Regions from separate parts of the Sus scrofa genome. Here region 1 is linked to region 2. A link is a contact called in public targeted proximity ligation data. All regions are on one chromosome and are shown on one strand. The core of a region is the stretch at or near the end of the contact, and the rest is flanking DNA. Distances in the headings are between cores, read along the strand shown. Region 1 overlaps CENPP (centromere protein P). Region 2 overlaps CENPP (centromere protein P).

Evidence for each region.
Region 1: a targeted proximity ligation map of skeletal muscle shows a contact between it and region 2. A contact is called at or near these places in 2 of 47 Hi-C or Micro-C datasets (embryonic fibroblasts and fibroblasts) and 1 of 2 datasets of targeted methods (skeletal muscle).

What each region holds. Positions count from the first base shown.
Region 1 is chr3:42,307,571-42,311,192 of Sscrofa11.1, forward strand. CENPP (centromere protein P) reads left to right here. Exons shown (of 8, transcript NM_001315813.1): 7 at 1-78; 8 at 686-866. The coding sequence ends at 825. It overlaps IPPK (inositol-pentakisphosphate 2-kinase), which reads right to left. Exons shown (of 13, transcript XR_002342483.1): 13 at 431-3,461. Among named protein-coding and RNA genes, the nearest start is that of IPPK, 59 kb to the right of the region's middle.
Region 2 is chr3:42,171,924-42,176,160 of Sscrofa11.1, forward strand. The region is part of intron 5 of CENPP (centromere protein P); the gene reads left to right. It overlaps ASPN (asporin), which reads right to left. Exons shown (of 8, transcript NM_001243889.1): 5 at 4,061-4,171. Among named protein-coding and RNA genes, the nearest start is that of ASPN, 19 kb to the right of the region's middle.

The DNA of each region.
Region 1 (3,622 bases), core at 366-2,865, 140 kb after region 2:
TTGTTTGGAGGATACAAATAGATGAAGAAGGGAAGGTTTTGCCGAGGCTGGATCTTCTCACCAAGGCGCCGCTGTCAGGTAGGGATGTTCTGGTGAGCTTTCGTGTGCCCAAGAGACACTTACTTATTTCATATGTTTCTTTTTTTGTTTTTGTCTTATCTTTTTAGGGCTGCACCACGGCATATGGAAGTTCCCTAGCTAAGGGTTTGATCAGAGCTGCAGCTGCCAGCTGACACCACAGACACGCTAGATCTGAGCTGCGTCTGCGACCTACACCACAGCTCACAGCAACACTGGATTCTTAACCCACTGAGCAAAGCCCAGGGATCAAACCTGCGTCCTCATGGACACTAGTTGGGTTCTGAACTTGCTGATCCACAACAGGAACTCCCTCGTCTGGTTTTATGTGGCAAGAATCAAAAGCCAAAAATCTTATCAATGTGCTTTTTATTTTTTTACATCAGTCTTCAAAATATTTTTGTCAGTAGCCACTCAAAAAAGCACATTCATGGGGCTGCTCCCCACGGCCCCCCCTGGGCTGAGTGCAGTATCTCTGCCTTGGGCACACAGGTAGGTGCTTGGTTCACAGTTATGATTCGGTTGTCCTGGCCTCCCATGCAGTGTGGCCAGCTGGGAACAAGGGAAGGGCCTCGGGGAAGTTTCTCAGCAGTTTTTTTCTTTACAGCCCTGGAACTGGACAAGAACAGAGTCATAGAAACTGCTCCTCTCAGCTTCCGAACCCTGCTGGGTGTGCTGGGCATTGAAGCCACTCTAGAAAGCCTGATAAAATCACTTTGCACAGAGGAACAAGTTCCCACACAGTGAACAACTACACAGGAGTAAGATGCTGTACCTAGAGGTGTGTGATTTTATTGAGTATAAACATTTGCTCTTTTCCACTTGGAAACCTTACCTTTAGAACATGTTTATGCAGTTATGGCACATTATATATAAGTTGTCAGGACATGAAAAATAAATAGTTATTTAAATTTAAAATACCAAACAAGTGACATATCTAGTGTATTTTTAAAAGTAAACCTAGCATTTGCGGAAGCACAGAGGTGGTCATCCATCTTGGGAGGTGGGAAGCTGCCCCTGCCTTGGGATGAACCCCATCTCGAAGCTCAGCCCCCCTCCTGTCACCCACCTTAGAGGCTTCTTGCCAGTGCAGCCTCATTTCTTAGACATTCCTCAGACACCCCAGGGGAGCCACACCCCTCTCCTCGCCTCCCAGCTCTGGAAAGCAGCATTTGGGAGGCATGCACAGCACTCTCAGCAGCAAGTCCTCTGACAGCCACCCTTCTTGGTCTTCCACAAAAAAAAAAAAAAAAATAGTGTTTAGCTTAAAAAATGCAGCAGAACAGCAAATACGCCATTGTCTCTTCACACGGGACCTTAACACCCCCATCCCTCTGCAAAGAGGGTGTCTTTATTAAAGTCCCCCAGGGTCTGAGTGCTACACTGACCTCAGTTGCCAGCTGAAATCAGAAGGGCTGAAAACAGTGTTTCCATCGAGTGAAGCCTCAGGGACGGGGCAAGGCGGAGTGTGAGGACAGCAGAGCTTTGGGCCAAGACCCTCTAGCACCAGTGCTCATCCCTCACCTCTTCCCTCCAGGCAGAGGGTGCTTGTTTTCAGACCAGCCGGTCCAGCCAGGACAGGCTACAGGGGGCTGCCCAGCCTACCTCTGTGAAGCCGGGGCTCCAGAACTCAACATGCAGGGACTTGGAGGTCCTTTGGGCACCCTGGGGCTGGGTAAGACCCTCCTGCCCCCAGGCCAGCAAAAAGGAAGAGCCTCGGGCCAGAGCGGCTCTGGCAGCTGCCCCTCCACAATGAGCACGCAGCTCCACACACACCCCTGAGGCAGGACTCTACAAAGCCCCCGCACACCCACACACCACATGAATGAGAGACTGGGCCACATGAATATCTTTGTCAACCTCCAAGTGTAGAAGGAAGAAGTACATGGTAGGACAGAGTTGAAGAATAAATTCTAGAAGAGCTGGCTTGATTCAAATAAGCGTAATTCTCAATTTATCACAAAATTCTCCACAAAAATTTACAATCAGCAAAATAGTCTCATTTTTTTGTGTAGTATTTTCATACAATTCCATAGTTTCACTAATAATATTATATCACAATAAGCCTTCATTAGTCCCTCAAAACGATGATATAAATAATCTATACAACCTACCATAAAATAAAAAACTAAGATTCCCAACAGTTTTCATAGCAGCTGGGCATGCTTTTGGTGACCCCAACAAGAACCTCTTGGTGCCAGCCAGGAGTTGCTCATCTGGAAGCAGGGCCTTGGGCAGCCCTGATGGGGAAGTGGCCTGGCACGACTTGAGGCCATTAACACCACGCCTCTCAGTGAAACTCGAGGGAGGAACCAGTATGGGGAGGAGGGAAAACTCGATGCCGGCTCTGGCAGAAGTAGCTGAGGTTTCACAACACCCAAAACGCCAGAAACACAGAGCTGGCAGGAGCACAGCCACGACACCCACCATGGGCACAGCAGCTCTGCTTCCAGCTTCCACAGCAGCAGTTTCAGGTGGGAAAGAACACTGTCTCCCCTAAACTTAAAGACAAAATCATTCCGCACAAAAGAGAAAGTCAGTGCTCACACAAGTGGTGTCTACCCTTGCCCTGAGTCCCACACTCCCTGCCGACCCTGTGCAGGGCAGGCGTGGGGCACGTCCACAGGACCCTGAGCCCGCTGCTCAGCACCAATGTCCAAACCAACAACTCACTGCTCTCCCCAGCAAGGAACCACTAAACCTGCGCTGCCATGTGGTTCGTGTCAGAAAAGTGACCAGGTAACTCAGCTGGGAAAGTTCCAGTAGTATCCGTGTTTTCTTAGAAGTCCCAACTGTAAGGTGTATGTGACAATTCAAGTTTTCTATATTAGGATTCCGGTGGTAGGAGATCCAAACCTTGGGTCTTAGAATAAGGCTTTTCAGAGATGAGACGTGAGCACTGGGTGGGAAGGGAGACCTGCCCTGGGAGGCCTCCTGGAACACAGCACACTGCTGGGCTCATGCCCAACATTCCTCGTCCCGGAAGATGTTCCTAGTGCTCTTCCATTCTGTGTCTCCCAAAGGCAGTCCTGCCCGAACAGGGGTTGAAAAGCAAGAACATTCACAGCCAAAAGTCACCCAGCACAAGAGGAAATAGCTCTATCATTCAACCTTCACATTCTATGTTCAAGTTTCAAAGACACTACAGGAAAAAAAGTTAGACCTTATGGAGAACTAATGTGCAATCTTCGCTTTCCTTGAACCTGGTTGACATCAGGGTGGCATCTTTGGCATGTACAGTCTTTGAATAGTAATTGACTATCTTGCCATCCAGTTTATACTGATGAGGGATGCTCTCGTAGGGCTTGAGGTCAAGGTCCAGCACAGACACAGAGAAGGCAAACCTGGATCTCGATGAAGGGACAATGGGTCTTTGATCGGAGCTAGAAGCAAAAGAGAAATTTCAGAATACACAGACCCAAAATCCCTCATCCTAGCTCACAATGAGCACCCATTTGTTGCATGTGTACGTGTCCCATCTCTGTCTGTGCCAGCTGTATGCACTAGTGTTTGAAACTCCTGCAAGAAAAATACCTACCATGAC
Region 2 (4,237 bases), core at 763-3,262:
TGATCTGATGGTCTTAGCTCTCATTCATTGATTACTGCTACCTAGGTTTATTATTTCCTTAAGAATGGGAAAATGGTGATTTTCTGATTTTGACATTCTTTATGCATTTATTAGGTGGTAGTCTTCTCTAAAGAATTTTCCTTCTTTAATTATTTAGTTACTTTATAATACAGTTTTTATAGAAAAAGCAGCATAAATGCTTGATTTTTTTTCAACTGACGAATTAGTACATTGCTCAAGGGTGACTAATGAATTTTTTTATTACAAGCACATTGACTTTCACCCCATTTGATATGTCTGATCCTCTGCAGTACTTATTCTTTTTAATAAGCAATAATAGTTTCTGCAGAAATTAAGAGAAGCATCTGCAGCATACCTGGCACATGTCAGATATCCTGTGAAAGTTTGCATCTTCTCACACCTGGGTGTTATGACCCAAGCCCTCCCTAGATTAACTGAAGCTGGAATGACAGAGACTAACCAGAAAATTCAGTCAGATCTCATTGTATTAATCCTACACATAGGGTATTATTTTTTAATCAAGTGTTCCTGTTAGCTAGGTAGGAAAAGCATTCTTTTTTTCAACTCTTGCTACAATATTTCCTTACTTTTTTAGTAGTAAAGACTTTTGAAGGTAATTGAGGAATCCTTATGAATATCAGTACTCATCATGCCTGAATTTATGTTGATTTCAGAATGTACTTTGAATTTTAAAAATGAGTCAAGTAGAGAGCAGGAAAAATAATTCTAAACTAAGAATGTTGGAGTTCCCCTCATGGTGCAGTAGAAGTGAATCTGGCTAGGAACCATGAGGTTGCAGGTTTGATCCCTGGCCTTGCTCAGTGGGTTAAGATCTGTCATTGCCATGAGCTGTGGTATAGGCCGGCAGCTGTAGCTCCAGTTAGACCCCTAGCCTGGGAACCTCCATATGCCTCAGGTGCAGCCCTAAAAAGCAAAACAAACAAACAAACTGAGAATGTTCAAATTTCTTGAATACTGATCAGTTGAGCTTAATTGTATTTATAGAATGACTGTGGAGTTCCCGTCGTGGTGCAGTGGTTAACGAATCCGACTAGGAACCATGAGGTTGCGGGTTCGGTCCCTGCCTTGCTCAGTGGGTTAATGATCCGGCGTTGCCGTGAGCTGTGATGTAGGTTGCAGACGAGGCTCGGATCCCACGTTGCTGTGGCTCTGGCGTAGGCCAGTAGCTACAGCTCCGATTCAACCCCTAGCCTGGGAACCTCCATATGCCGCGGGAGCGGCCCAAGAAATAGCAACAAAAAAAGACAAAAAAAAAAAAAAGAATGACTGTATACTCACTTCAATATATAAAAGAAAATGTTGTCTTCAAAGACCTTGAATACTAATTGAGCAAATCAATCATATATACAAAAATCACTAGAAAAATATAGACTGTGCCAGCTTATTGCTATATGCTATATAGCAAGTCAAAGAAAACTTGAGTCAGGAAAACTTGGATGAGGGTTTGTAGAATGTAAGGGGACTGTTCTGTCATATGGATTTAAATAGAAGCTGAAAGACTGCCAGCACACAGAGTGTACTTTCATACAGATATTTCTGTTCCTACCCTTTCTTCAAACAGGTCTCTCCTCCCCTTCATACAGTATTATTGCATGACAGAATTTTCCAAATGACTAGGAAGGAAAACATTTTTTCGCCCTCCTTATGTTAACTCGTCAGGTCTGGTATGAACCCTTTGAATTTCTGCCTAATTCATCCTATCACAGTGGGTAGTGAACATTGAGACAGCCTTAACATTTGAGCAGATAAGTCATAAAAGCAAAAAAACCCTGGCTTTTGAATGTTATAGGGATCTTGAGAGAGTAGTTATGTAAACTGAGAAATTTGATTCTAATTTAAATTTCTAAGGACACAAAGTACTCCTTTAGGCTTTGGAAGAATCTTGAGAACTTCATGAGGAGTGCAACTTTCTCTTTAAGATAAACTTTGAAACTTCAAGTACTGCGGATGTTTTGTAGCATAAGAAGCTGCTGGTATAAACATACAGAGCAGTGATAGGCCTCTAAGTCACAGCTCTGGGGTAGCACTAGTTACCTTCCCTTACCCTGTCCGGACCTCTTCCTGTTCCTCCTTTCTGTATCAGGTTCCACCATATGAATGGGATTTTATTTAACTTGTTAGGTAGAGTATGTATTGTTTTTGTTGTTGTTCTAAAGATTAGAAGGCAAATATAACATTTTAGGTTTCTTCTAGAAAAACACCTACCTCCTGGAAAACTAAATTAAGATGTTTTTTAATTATAGTTCTGAATTAAGCTGATTTTTCCTATATTAAAAAATTTGTCTGCAGTTCCTGCTGTTGTGCAGTGGGATAAGAATCCCAGCTCAAGTCGTTGCAGATGTGGGTTCAATCCCCGGCCTGGTGCAGTGGGTTAAAGAATTGGGCATTGCCACAGCTGTGTCACTGATTGTAGCTGCTGCTGTTCTGGGAACTTCTGTATACTATGGGTGCGGCTATTAAAAAAAAAATTGTCTTTCCACTTTTACTTTAGATGATTTTTCTCCTACATGAAAGATTGGTTAATAGTAGTAGCTTTGCTTGATTAATAATAGCTTTACTATCTTTTAAATTATCAGCTTATGTTTGTTTTGTTAATCTGGATCAGCTGAGTAGTAGAAAAGGGGTTATGATGAAATAGAAGAAAAGAGATTGTTGCTGCTTTTACTATGGATACTGAAAGACAGGGCTGTTTGAAAGGAAAATATGTTATTAATCATGGTGTTATTTTTGATCCAGGTAGTTAGCATAGGAGAGAAAGAGACCTTGTCAGGGAGGAGGACTCTGAACCTAAGTTCAAAGAAAGGCAAATCCTATCTAGTTAATCATCAGACTGGGAGCTTGGAAGCAATGTTAAAAAACTGCTCCAGTGGCAAACTTAAGAAGCATTTTAGGAGTTCCTGTCGTGGCGCAGTGGTTAACGAATCCGACTAGGAACCATGAGGTTGCGGGTTCGGTCCCTGCCCATGCTCAGTGGGTTAATGATCCGGCGTTGCCGTGAGCTGCGGTGTAGGTTGCAGACGCGGCTTGGATCCCGCGTTGCTGTGGCTTTGGCGTAGGCCAGTGGCTACAGCTCCGATTAGACCCCTAGCCTGGGAACCTCCATATGCCGTGGGAGCGGCCCAAGAAATAGCAAAAAGACAAAAAAAAAAAGAAGCATTTTACTTTGAGGCACTAGCTTCAGGTCATGTGTAGTGTAAAGAGCGAGGTACTCCTGGTATTGGTTATGTTATGAGTGGGCTTTTTACCTTGTGCCCGACATTGTCTTCACATTCTTCTGTGCATTCGCACATTAATCACAGCACCCCGTGGAAAAAAATGGGATGTAGAGCGCCTTGCCCAGAGTGTACACCCATCCCTGCCAGAGCCAGGATCCATCTCTAGCTCTCTGCATCTTCCTCTGCTTTATTCTCTACAGAATTCTTACCTTTAACAGACACTTCACAGAATGACAAGTGTAGATGAGTAAATGTCAGGAAGGAGACAGAAAATAAAAAGTTGATTGATTCTTAATGTTTGTTTTCACTGGGGAAGAAAGATTCTGGTTTCATACTGACCAAAAGAAAAAAAAAAAAGGCACTGGAGAACCTCTTGTGGCTCAGTGGGTTAAGAACCTGGCATAGTGCCCATGAGGATATGGGTTCAATCCCTGGCCTTGCTCAGTGGGTTAAGGATCTGGCATTACCATAAGCTGCAGCATAGGTTGTAGATGCAGCTTGGATCCAGTGCTGCTTGCTATGGCATAGGCCTGCAGCCACAGCTTCAATTTGACCTCTAGCCCAAGAACTTCCATATGCTGTAGGTGCAGCAATAAACAGAAAGAAAGAAAACAAAACAGAAACACTATATGTGGCTCTTTGTGTACATGAGAAGATACTACATTTCATACTACACTGACCAGATATACTGATTAAAAGGATTCTAGTTGCAGTGTAGTTTTGACAATGAGTACAGTTTACAACATTATATTTAATGATAATTTTTAAATGACAATTAAGAAAAATACTGTATAAATACAAACCTTTAGGAATTGAGGTCAGTTTTGCTTCTGCAATTCTGATATGGAACACTGTTACCCCTTCAAATGCCCCTGGTTCAATCCCATTGTTATCAAGAGGGTTTGCACTCATTTCTGTTGGGGGGAATTACATAATTTAGCATAATATGTTGTATATGAAGGAAACTCACAATACAGAGT